Linked DNA regions of Mustela erminea: region 1 is linked to region 2. A link is a contact called in public Hi-C data. All regions are on one chromosome and are shown on one strand. Each heading gives the region's core, a stretch centred on a gene start, on an enhancer-like site or on the middle of the called end of the contact. The rest is flanking DNA. Distances are from core to core; before and after follow the strand shown. Region 1 holds the start of KANSL1L (KAT8 regulatory NSL complex subunit 1-like protein). Region 2 holds the start of RPE (ribulose-phosphate 3-epimerase).

Evidence for each region. Hi-C and Micro-C count contacts between places; a contact is called where the count stands out from the background.
Region 1: a Hi-C map of skeletal muscle shows a contact between it and region 2, with 9 times the contacts expected there. The contact joins the promoter of KANSL1L here to the promoter of RPE in region 2. A contact is called at or near these places in 2 of 3 Hi-C or Micro-C datasets (skeletal muscle and spleen).

Annotation. Positions count from the first base shown.
Region 1 is chr8:20,747,307-20,750,083 of mMusErm1.Pri, reverse strand. It overlaps KANSL1L (KAT8 regulatory NSL complex subunit 1-like protein), which reads left to right and starts at 1,460. Exons shown (of 16, transcript XM_032354662.1): 1 at 1,460-1,665.
Region 2 is chr8:20,592,572-20,595,271 of mMusErm1.Pri, reverse strand. RPE (ribulose-phosphate 3-epimerase) reads right to left here and starts at 1,414. Exons shown (of 6, transcript XM_032354664.1): 1 at 1,177-1,414. The coding sequence starts at 1,298.

The sequences.
Region 1 (2,777 bases), core at 211-2,710, 150 kb before region 2:
TTTCTGTCCCCAGGGGCAGGGACAATCTTGAATATAGTCAATATCCAGTAAATATTGCTGATTTAACTATTTATACAACACATCATTTGCTTACAAATTTTATTCCAAGGAAGGTGAATCAATTTCCTGAAACTTCCCTTACTCCATAGGAAGGTGCAATTATTGTTCTGAGCAATCTTCAAAAAGTATTCTCTGCTATAAATGCAGCCTGTCATAAAGTTATTGCAGTATGTCCCAATGCACTAGAAAAACCAGGAACAGGCGGTTATTTTCTAATCAGTAATCCGTGTCATGCCTTATGGTTTGTTATAACTCCAGTTCCTAGGATTCCCCCCTGCCTACTCCGACCATCCGATGTCCTTCAATTAATAAGGTTGAAATAATGGCAATTGTCTTTTTGGATCTAAAATTCGAGCGCGCTTTATTCCCTAAATCATTTCATGTGTAAAGTAGGTGCTTAAGAAAGGCTGTAGTACATCATCTAAAGAGCTATATTTAGTGCTCAGTTTATTTAAAAGAGAGAGAGAGAGAGAGAGAGAAAGAGAGAGAGAGTGTGGCTGGGGAAATGGCCGGGAGTAGTTTAGTGGTGAGTGGAGCCAGGTGCGAGACTCTCAGAAATGTTTTTATGTGTCCCTGGCCAACTATCTTCGCACAAAACCCCGTTTATTTATTTGACTGCGCTACTGCAGAAGAGAGTTAACTCCAACGCCACTCAAACCAGCTTTGCACAGATTTTAAAATGCTTGAGCAGGCGGCTCCTGATTTTTACCATAAAACGACCCAGCCGGATCCAAAGCAGATTTGTCACCCTACTTTAGATCCTCTGGGGGGTGTCGTACAGAATTATGGCTTTGGATTTGAGCGCGGAGCACACATACAAGCAAGCCCACAGAGAAGTACAGATTTGGCAACTGTGACAAAGCTTTGTTAAAACTTGCCCCTCGAGCCGGAGGGAGGGACTGGACACCAGGAGCCCGCGCAGCCCGAGCGCGGGCGGTAGGGCTTAATGCAGCCCGACTTTCCCCTCTTTGCTTTCCCTGTCACGGTAGCACAGAAATAGCAAAGCAAGGGCGGGAAGTCACCCGCCCGTATTTTTGGGGTGGGTGGGTGGTGGTGGTGGTGTGTGTGTGTGTACGCGCCCCCGTGATTTTTGGGGGGGTGGTGTGTGTGCGTGTGTGTACGCGCGCCCGTGCGCGCGCCTCCCGCTCGCAAGGGAAGAGGTAAGGAGGAAGCGAGAACGACCAAGAACCCACCCCCCAAGGAGCCGCCGCGCCTCTGCACCAGGGTTCGGGCGTCGTGCTCCAGCCACTTCCAGAACGCTCTCAGCCGCCGCTGCAGGCCCCGCCCCCTGCCGGGGTTTCCCCGCCACCCGCACTCATTTGCATGGCGCTTCCCCTCCCCCGCTGCCATTGGCTGGCGTTGCGCCCCGCCCACTGCCCCTCCACCACGGCAGGGTTCCGTCCCCGAGCCGCCCGGAGCTGCGGGCAGCGGGCGGACTGTTAAACCGCGGCGGCGGCCGGGGCGGGAGCGGGGCGCGCTCTGGAGACGAGTCAGCGGCGCCCCGGGTGGGGGGAGGCGGGCGGGCAGCTAGAGATCACCTCAGCAGCCCCCACCACGGCCGGACCGAAGGTGCGGCGGCGGAGGGGAGCCAGGGCGCCCCAGCAGGCGAGTGGCCGGCGTCTCAGCGGCGGGCTGAGGGGGGTGGGTCTCCTCTGCCGGGGACGGCGGCGGGCGGGGAGGGGAGAGCGGAAAAGACCGCCGGGTGGACTTGCGGGCCAGGCAGCCGAACGGCAGCCCCTTCGCCCCCCGAATCCTATGGGCTGTTGGACTCTGGGTCCCGGCACCGGATCGCGCTCTAGGGCAGGGGTCGGACGGCAGCCAAATTTAAACGGCTAAACCTAACAGCCTTGGCAGAAGCTGAGGGGAGGGGAGAGGAGGAGTGGAGGGAGGGGTGGGGGCGGACCTAGGAGTGGTCACGTGGAGTCAGGGGAGGGGCTTGGCAGGCCTCCCTTTTGTTTTGGCTGGCGCGTGCGCAGACGGCAGAACACGTGGTCTGCTGGGCCCGCCCCTTGTTTTAGCGGCCGCACCTCCTCGGGCGCGGTTGTGGTGTCTGCTGTTTTGGGCAAGCTCTGAAGCGGAGGCGTCTGTGTGGGATGCGACCCTTGTTTTCTTTATTTTATACTTTATTTCAGGCAGCGTTGTTTTGGTGTTCCAGAATTAGATGGGGGTGGAGAGGAGTTAGAGAATTAATAAGCAGTGGTGTTTCCAAGTTTGTGTCTCTTCTTGGTGTTCTGAAGGGGCCGACGCTGCAGGAAAATTTGAGGCTATGTGGTGAGGAGTAGCAAGAAAGAGAAGGCTGTTCTCTGGTCATTAAAGAAAGGAAGCGGTTAGCTTTGCATCCAGGGAGGGAGACACTGGGATGGACCTTCTTGTCTTTCACGTTGAAAAGGATTCGTTTTTGGTTGGTTCCCCGCCGGCTCTGCGGCGCACATCCACTCCACCCTTTCCCTCGGATCAGCTGTGAGCCGCCGCGGGGGGCTGCGGGTGGTGGAGATTGAAGTGTTTTTTTTTTTTTTAAACTGAGGGAAGCACATTCCTTTTTGATTCCCCAAACTCTAGTCAGCTGGTGAGATTTAAAAACCGTAACTTCTTTCGTCTTCGTTGGCTTCACTTCGCGCTGAGTTTGGTTCTGTAGGAATGTTTTAAAAATACAGGATGGGGCAGTTTTGTTACCAACGAAACCTTGGTGGTCGGTTTACCAGTACTGCAGACAAAAC
Region 2 (2,700 bases), core at 165-2,664:
TTCTAAGACCAAGATTTCGCCATTACCAGCTGGGATACTGATAACTGAATGAGATGCAAAAGGGAAACAACAGATTTAACCAGATAGAACAAAGGAAGACAAAACTCTTGTAACAGGAGTGACATTAAAAAGAAAAGGAAGTCACTGATCGTCTTTTGTAAATAACACAAATTTCCAAATTTGCATGTGATCACACAGGAGGAGTTTCACCTATTTAAAATAAATTTATTTTTCTGCCCCAAGCCAAGGTAATGGCTGTTATCAGGCTAGTTATCAGCCGGGCTCAAAAAAACTACTTGGCGAGCCCAAGAAAACACAATTTGCAACTCTGTCACAATGTTGTGTAATCCTGAGAGAGTCCTACTGTTTTCTCTAGGTTCATTTCCACATTTTACAGCCAACTTCAAGAAACTAGCATCATCCTGATTCTGAACAGTATTAGGTGCTGTAACTACAGCGCTTAAAAATTACTTACAAAAAACTGACCTCCCTGAAGAGCAGGGTGCCTGAAGAGAAAATAAACAGGAACATCAAAATTCGAACAATGATACAACAACTAATAATTACAGAGGATTTACTGTAGGCCAGGCACTGTGTGCTTTACGTGTTAGCTCATTTCATCTTCCAAAGCTGCCTAAGCGGTACGTTCTATCATCACCCCCATTTCTCACAGAATGAAACTGAAGCTCAATGAGGTTAAGTGGCTTGTCCCAGGGGATCCATCCCATGGCAGAACTCGGGCAATCGGGCCACCTCACTACAGGCGCCGAGCTCTTGGTCGTTACCCAAACCTGTCTCCCCAGCTTTGCCACTAACTAGCTATATGAGCTTGGGCAAGTCATGCCTATCCCCTTGGGCCTCAGTTTCTCTAACTGAAAATGAGAGACGTGTCCTGGAGGTTTACGACTGCGACCCGCTCCCAAGGGCTGGGAGACCACACGTTACGTGGGGGGAGGGGAAAAGGTGGAGGTTTGGGACGCTGTCGCAGCCCAGGATTCCGCCTCGGGTCCGCTCCAGGAAGGGCCTTCAGGACTCTCACCCCAGTCCCTTTTTCAGTACCGCGTTTCGAGGGACGCGCTCCGCGGTACAGGGAAGCCGTGCACCCAACAGGCACTCAATAAAGGTGCGCCGAGCCCGCCCCGCGCGGCAACCCTGACCCGAGCCCCGCGGAGTTACCCGTCCATTACATCCAGGTGCAAATAATCGGCCCCAGAGTCCAGCATCCGGAGACACTCGGCCCCCAAATTGGCCAAATCGCTGTTAAGGATGGACGGGCCAATCTTGCAGCCAGACGCCATGGTGCTGATTCCCCAGAGCAAGTTACCCACGAGTCTCCCGGTAAGACGAAAGTGTTACCCCGATTGGCTGCGCAGTTTTAGCCCCTTCCCGGTAGAGTCTTCCGGACTCCACCGGAAGCAGCTGCCCGCGGGGAGGAAGTCCCGCCTCCCCGGGGGTCGGGGCTGTCCGCCCAGGGGGTTGGGGGCGGGGCCTCGCCTGCAGGCCTGTTCTTTTCTTTGACCTTCCTTCTGGCAATATAAGCGTTTTAGATTTCCCAGTCCTCACAGAATTTGAGGAGTTTGTAGATTTTTTGATTTACATCCTCTGCAGTTCCCTTTCCCCGGCTCTTGTTCTCACTTCACTTTTTGCTTCCCTATAGTTTGCATCTGCACTTTCCTCTCCTCTCCAGCTCTTGAGCTTGCCTTTAAAAAACACAACAAAGGGGGCTGCCTGGGTGGCTCAGTGGGTTAAGCTCTGCCTTCAGCTCAGGTCATGATCTCAGGGGCGTGGGATCCAGTCCCGCATCCGGCTCTCTCCTGAGCCTGCTTCCTCCTTCTCTCTCTCTCTCTCTCTCTCTCTCCCTCTCTTCCTACTTGTGATCTCTGTCAAATGGATAAAATCTTTAAAAAAAAAAAAAAACGCATAACAAAGGGGCGCCTGGGTGGCTCAGTAGGTTAAGCATCTGCCTTGCTAAGGTCCTGATCCCAGGTTCCAGCCCAGAGTTTGAGCTCCCTGCTCAGCTGGAGGTCTGCTTCTCCCTCGGCCTCCCCATCCCCCACAGGGTTGTGCTCTCTCCCTCATGGCTCATGGTCTCTAATAAATAAAATCCTTTCTTCTCATCTCCGTTCCCTTGAACTCCTCTGAAGAGGGGAAGGAGTCAGATTTAGGGCAGAGTCCTCTCCCTTCCAAGTGCTAACTAGGTAACCTGGCAGTCACTCCCCCCTGTCTCCTAATTCTCATCTGTTAGGATCCTCCCAGTCTTTAGGGTTGTTACAAGGGTTAGATAAGTGAATCCAGGTAAGGCAGCCAGTTTATGATATCGGGCTCAGTACAAAATGTGGTGGTTATTATTACTATTCTTCTGGGCTTCCAGCCCTCATCCTTACCTAGTTTTTCCCTCTCAGTAATTCGGTGACAAATTGTAATATTTATTTACTATCCAGACACAATCTGGAAGAGGATAAGAGTGTCTGTTTCTCTGATAAATGTGTCAAGGTCATTGTGTCAGGACCAGACGAAATTAAACCACTTGGGGGGTGGGGGGGGGGAGATTTAGCAAGAGCATAGCTTAGATTATAGGGAATGGGCACTTCTACTCTATGCAAAAGGCAGCTGATGGTAACTTGGCTTCCATGGTGGTTCTGGCCACATTCAGAGGGCAACCAGTTCGTTCATGTTCCTCCCAGGAAATCTACCAGTTAT